Linked DNA regions of Pan troglodytes: region 1 is linked to region 2. Evidence: chromatin contacts called from public Hi-C data. All regions are on one chromosome and are shown on one strand. Each heading gives the region's core, a stretch centred on a gene start, on an enhancer-like site or on the middle of the called end of the contact. The rest is flanking DNA. Distances are from core to core; before and after follow the strand shown. Region 1 holds the start of NCOA3 (nuclear receptor coactivator 3). Region 2 overlaps ZMYND8 (zinc finger MYND-type containing 8).

The links. A called contact is a pair of places that touch in the nucleus more often than the background predicts.
Region 1: a contact with region 2 is called in a Hi-C map of stem cell-derived neural progenitor cells, with 3 times the contacts expected there. The contact joins the promoter of NCOA3 here to the enhancer-like site in region 2. A contact is called at or near these places in 1 of 7 Hi-C or Micro-C datasets (stem cell-derived neural progenitor cells) and 1 of 1 datasets of contacts at active chromatin or transcription factors (stem cell-derived excitatory neurons).

The regions. Positions count from the first base shown.
Region 1 is chr21:53,766,115-53,769,311 of NHGRI_mPanTro3-v2.0_pri, reverse strand. It overlaps NCOA3 (nuclear receptor coactivator 3), which reads right to left and starts at 1,358. Exons shown (of 23, transcript XM_016938072.4): 1 at 1,167-1,358.
Region 2 is chr21:53,519,078-53,522,126 of NHGRI_mPanTro3-v2.0_pri, reverse strand. All of the region lies in intron 12 of ZMYND8 (zinc finger MYND-type containing 8), which reads left to right. Among named protein-coding and RNA genes, the nearest start is that of ZMYND8, 110 kb to the left of the region's middle. Within about 2 kb of position 1,731, at least 7 of the 24 cell types and tissues checked have an H3K27ac peak or open chromatin away from gene starts, as enhancers often do. A contact at or near this core is called in stem cell-derived neural progenitor cells, where this site is marked.

The DNA.
Region 1 (3,197 bases), core at 109-2,608, 250 kb before region 2:
CAGGCATTTAAATCAAAGAGATGCAGCAATCTTACTCAATACTACCACCACTCTCACGCATCTCATTCAACTCCATTTAAAACCACTGCAGCAAGACAGCTGGTACTCTCCTTCCTGTTTCTTTACCGTACAGGCTTAATAACAAAAACAGGTTGGTTTTGAAGCCCTGCTCAAATACTGCAAAAAGGAAGTCTTCGCATTCGGGAGGGGGAAAAAAGTTTCGACTTCGAGAGAATCTCATAGCTTCCGTGTCATTCCATTTGGGAATCCCAGATCCTGCTAGTGAGGTAGATGCTCGCTCTCTCGGTTAACTTTTCCACCCTAGATGCCCTCAAACTGCTTAGGAAGCAACTAAGTCTCCCAACGACCCATGGCTAGTTTTGTTAAGGCAGGTACAAGACAAGCAGTTTATTTAAACCGTGACGAACTGGGTCGATGTTCATAAAATGAGAGATAGGGAGAGCAAAAAAAAAAAAAAAAAAGTAGTAATAAAGACAGCCAAACCCCAAATTTAATCAACCAACTTCCCACTTCCCATTTCCCAGCCTTCACACCAGAGGTAGTAAAACGCCTTTTTACCGAGAAAACTAAGAACCTACCCGAGCCCAACATGAAAATTCCGCGGACAATTCGTGTTAAAATATTTTTTAAATGCCCAAGTGAGGAGGAAACACAGCAACCAAATCTCACCCGGCTGGGAGGCTGGGGTGGGGGGGGGTCCCCGCGGCTTTTCCCTCCCGTGCGTCCCAGTAGCTGCTAAGGAGCCGGGGCAGCAGGAGGAGGACGCGGGGAGCTTTCAAAAGGGCTGGGGGAGGCAAGAGGAAGAAAAAACTTTAGGGACAGAAGGGGAAAGTGGGCCCCTGCAGTCCCCCCGCAAACTCCTCGGGTGACCCCTCCGCGCGGGGACCCTCTCGGATCCCCAAGCGGACTGCCACCCAGCTTCGTCTCAGCTCCGACCGCCGCGGGCCGCCCCCCGGGCTGAGGGGAAGCGGCGCGGCCCCGACACCCCGAAACTACCTCAGCGCGTCCCCCGGCCGGCGCGCCCCTCAGTGCCTTGGCAGATCTGAAGCCGCTGGCTCTCGCAGCCTGGGGAACTCGCCCCTCTTCCCTCCGCCTCGCACTCCACCCCCTCGCCCGCCACCGCCTCCTCCTTTATCTCCACTCACCTCCCGCCGCCATTTTCCTCGCAGCTCAGCTTTAAATCGGAAACTCGCCGCTCAGCCCGCAGCCGCCGCCGCCGCCGCCACCGACTAAGCCGCAGCCGCCGCCGTCGCTGTGGAGCGGCTGAGGCAGCAGCAGCTGAAGTCGCCGCACGGGGGGCCACTGGGATATGTAGTCCCGAGGCCACGCCCAGCACTACCGGTCCCAGGGGGCCTTGCGCGGCCGGCCTAGGGTTCCAGCGCCCCCCACCCTGGCTTCCGCGGCGGAGGGCGTGGCGACATGGGCTCGTGCGGCCGCTTTCGCCCAGCATCAACTGGGAGCTCCCTCGGGATCCGGAGAACCGGAATGCAGTCCTAGCCCTGCCCTTAATTTTTTTCATATTTGCCTTCGTCCAGTAATACCTAACATTTGTGGAGCGTTTCTGGTATGCCAAGCACGGATCCTCAAAACAAGCATCCGGTAGGGACCATGATCATCCTCATTTTTCAGATGAGCGAACTGAGGCACAAGGTCGGAAGCCACGAGGCTGTTCCTTAGCTGCTAAAGTCACTGGGTGAAATGTTGTTGGGCAGCAGTATATTCAGGGTATATTTAGTCCCGAAGTATCATCCCACAGCGTATTTATGACTTACAATAAAGAACAGCTTGCTTTACAACGGGTGCCCCTTACCAAGTGATCGAACTTAGCACCACCAATAATGGGTCAGGACTGTTGTTATGTGTCTCCTAATATGATGCAGTGGGGAAAGCATATTGCTACCTCTGTCGCATTCTTGCCACATACACACACACAAAAAGCTTACCTGAAAAAATAAACGAATTCAGAATGTGGGACATTCTACACAACATCTAGCCTGGAGTCTTTTAAAATATGACAGCATGAAAGAGGTGAAAACCAAAAGCAATAGGTGAGACTTGATTGGATTCAGGATGTTTATTTATGTAAAAAGAATTTGGGGGGCAATTTCAATGTGGACTGTATGTTAGATAATATTGAGTCAGTATTAGATGTGTTGAGTGTAAATAAAATAGAATAATCTGACCACTTACCACCTCCACGGTCAGCACCTCATTTCCCACCTGGACCACTGCAACAGCCTCCTCAGTGTTCTGCCTGCTTCCACTCTTTCCCCTTACAGTCTATACTCAACACAGCAGCCAGAGGGATCCTGGTAAGAACCAAGTCAGTCTATGTCCCTCCTGCAAAATTCTTGCAGTAACCTGCAAAGCCCCATACAGCCCGTCTCTTGCCCTCCCCTTCCCTCTCTAAACTCATCACCTTCTTCTCTTCCACTCACTTCTGTAACTCGGCTACAATGGACTCGGCCTCTCCAACGTGCTTAGCACACTCTGGCCTTAAAGATCGTGCACTTGCTATTTCCTCTGCCTAGAACAGTATTTTCCCAGAAAATTCAAATAACCCATTCCCTAATCTCCCCATGGTCATTGTCCAAATGTCACTTATTCAGTGAGGCTTTCCCTAACTGCTCTATTTTAACTTCCTGCCCACTCTGATCCCAGCTTTCCCTACTCCTATTCCTTTCTTCATTTATTTTCAGAGCATGAATTATCATTAAAATCACGATATATTTCTGTTTACTTATGTTATTTAAAATATCTCATTTTGGCTGGGCGCGGTGACTCACGCCTGTAATCCCAGCACTTTGGGAGGCCAAGGCAGGCAGATCACCTGAGGTCGGGAGTTCAAGACCAGCCTGACCAATATGGAGAAACCCCGTCACTACTAAAAATACATAATTAGCTGGGCATGGTAGCACATGCCTGTAATCCCAGCTACTCAGGAGGCTGAGGCAGGAGAATCACTTGAACCTGGGGGCAGAGGTTGCGGTGAGCCGAGATGGCACCATTGCACTCCAACCTGGGCAACAAGAGTGAAACTCCGTCTCAAAAAAAAAAAGTAAAAATTAAAAAATTAAATATCTCATTTCTGGGCCGGGCACGGTGGCTCACACCTGTAATCCCAACACTTTGGGAGGCCGAGGTGGGCGGATCACCTGAGGTCAGAAGTTCCAGAC
Region 2 (3,049 bases), core at 482-2,981:
GGAGGGGTTAAACGGGGCCTCTTTGAGAGGCGATATTTGAGCTGAAGTTTACGTGACAAGAAAAATCAGCCATGCCAGTGTCAGGAGGAAAAAGATTCCAGAAGGAATAAGAGATTTTAAAGGCTCTAGGGTAAGGATTAAGTTGGTGTGCTATAGGAGTAACTGGGTGTGTTGTAGGATTAGCAAGGAGGCCAGGGTGGCTGCATCCCAGTGAGTGAGGGTGAGGCCAGTCCATGGAGTCGGAGACAGTACAGGGGCCTTGTAGACCCTGGTGTGGATGGAGGGTTCAGCGCAGGAGGGATGTGAATGGACTTCACATCTCAGAAGAAGCCCTCGGTGCTGTGTTTCAAATAGTCCATATCAGTCAACCATTCTCATCTGGGGGCAATTTTGTAACACTTCCCCACCCCCTGGCAATGTTTGGAGACATTTTTGGTTGTCACACCTGGGGTTGGGGTGCTCCTGGCACCTAATGGAGGGAGGCCAGGGAGATACCACCGAACATCCTACAAAATGTAGAACAGGCCCCCAACAGAGAATTTCTAGATTGTGTCAGTAATTGTGCTGACAGATCTGGGTATGGCAGGAGAAGCCAAGGGTCCAGTTTAGATTACGTAAATTTGAGCAGCTGTTAACACCCCTAGGTGAAGAGGTCAATAGGGCAGCTGGAGGCAGGAATTAGGGTGCCCTGTGGCCAGGTTCAGGCAGGAGGTGTAATTCTGGGAATCTTGACGTGTACGTGGGATTGGGTTAGGGTGGTAGTTCTCGAAATGACTTTGAGGGGGTGATGGGGACACTGCTGGCATCTAATGATTGGTGGCCAGAGTTGCACTAAACATGCCCCAGTGCATAGGACAGCCTCACTCAACAAAGACTCCAGCCCCATTGGCTTACTGAGGTTGCGAGTCAGGGGTAGAGCATTGAGCAGGAGTGAGGCCCCTGGGACATTGAGGATGTGGAGTTCTGGTTGAGGAGGAGAAGCAAGGGGTGGAGTAGCCACACCAGGGGAGTGTGTTGCCCTGGAGCCTCCAGTATGGGGGTTTCAGAAAGAGAGGGCGGCCGCCTGTGCCCAGTGACGCTTATGTGTGAATTCCATGCCTTTGGTGGTTGGCGCCCTCCAGGTCCATCTTGTCCTACAGTGCCATTTTCAGATGGAGAAACTGAGGGAGGTCTGGAGAGGAGGCATGGGGTGCCCAGGATCCCAGAGGCAGCAGGGCTGGAGCACAGCCTGGCTCCAATCCTGGCTCACCTGTGAGTACAGCCCTGATGTAATAGGATGGTCAGGGCAGTTGCTTTCGGGGCTCCCATTCAGACCAACCAGTTGGTTCCTCACTTGAGTGAAAAGGGACACACGTGCTTCCTTGGGAACATTCATTGTTCCCAAATCTGTGGTTTGCTTTCTCACACCCTCCTTCCACCTCCACACCCCGAAAAGAAATGCTGTTTGGAGGCGTTCTCACGGTGACATTTCCTCTCTGCCAGTCATGCTTGTCAAGAATAGCTCTTTGCTGAAACTGGGTGGTCATTGGGCTTCCTCGTGACACTGTGGGTCTTTCAGTTTGGCTTGATCTGTTGTGGGAGTGAAAGGTTTCTTCCTGTCGTGTGTCTTGGTGGGTGGGCATGGTGGTGGGTGGGCACCAGGGGAACCGAGGCCCTCTTGTGTCTCCCCTGGCAGCTCTTCCGGTTCAGGACACATTTCTTATCTTCGTCAGCAGGAACAAGAGCATTGGGAATGTGGGCGTTTTGTGGGCTGGGATTGCAATGACCTAACGGGAAGAGGATCAGCTAGGGACCGATGGAAGTGCCGTGGGTGGGGAGGAGATCAGAACAAGCAGGGCAATGTTAAGGAATTCTCCAGTGACTGCCCAGGGACTGAACAAATGCTTTATAGGGCTTGATTCTGTCTGTCAGCCGTGGAACGACTTTCCGCAGACAGGGACAATGAAAGGGAGCACCCTGGATAATGATGAGGTTATTGTAGCTAACAAAACAGGATTTCCTTAAAAAATATATCAGAAAAGGCAGAATTACAGAGATGGGGAACAGATGAGTGATAGCTGGGGGTTGGAGTGCAGGAGGGTTTGCCTACACATTGGGAGGGAACTCTTCGGGAGATGGACCTGCTCTGTGTTTTGGTTGTGGTGGTGGTTACAGGAATCTATGCAGGTGTTACGACTCATAGGACTGTATTCTCCCAAAAGTGATTTTTGCTGTCTGTAAATTAAAACTTTTTAAAAATTACAACAACCTTTAAAGTAGGTAATATCTCTGTTTCACAGAAGTGTAAACTGGGGCACAGAGAAGCAAGTTACCTACCCAAGGATCCACCATGGTTTGTGGTAGAGTTTGGCCTTCAGGCCCAGGCCTGTCTGCTGCAAAACTTGAGCTCTTAGCTGAGATACCTGAATGTCTCCTGTGCCTATTGGATACGTCAGCTTTTTTGGGGGTCAGGGGGTAAGGTGAAGTTTTGAAATTTGTAAAGGATGTGGCTCTTGCCAGCTTAACCCATATTGTCGGACTGAATTGTCAAGAAAAACAGAACTCTAGATTATTACAGGAACTCTCCTAGTTTTTAAAAGCTGACAATCAATTTCATTAAAAACAAAAACTGGCTAGGCTTGGTGGCTTATGTCTGTAATTCTCGCACGTTGGGAGGCTGAGGCAGGAGGATTGCTTGAGCCCAGGAGTTCAAGGTTGCAGTGAGCTATGATTGCATCACTGCACTCCAGCCTGGGTGAGAGAGTGAGACCCTGTGGTACAAAAACAAAAACAAAACCCCAAAACTCTATTTGGGCCAGACAAACACATACAACCAACAATACAAAAATAGTCCATAGGTTGTCAGTTTTTATTTATACTATACTGTAATTATATTATACTGTTACACTATAATTAAGAATATATGGTATATAAGTATATGGCATTTTAGTATATGTATGTGTGTATATGGTATATGTATGTATATTGGGTATATGGTATGAGTATATGTATGTGTGTATATGGTATGAGAGTATATGGGTATATTGGGTATATTTGAGTATATGTATGT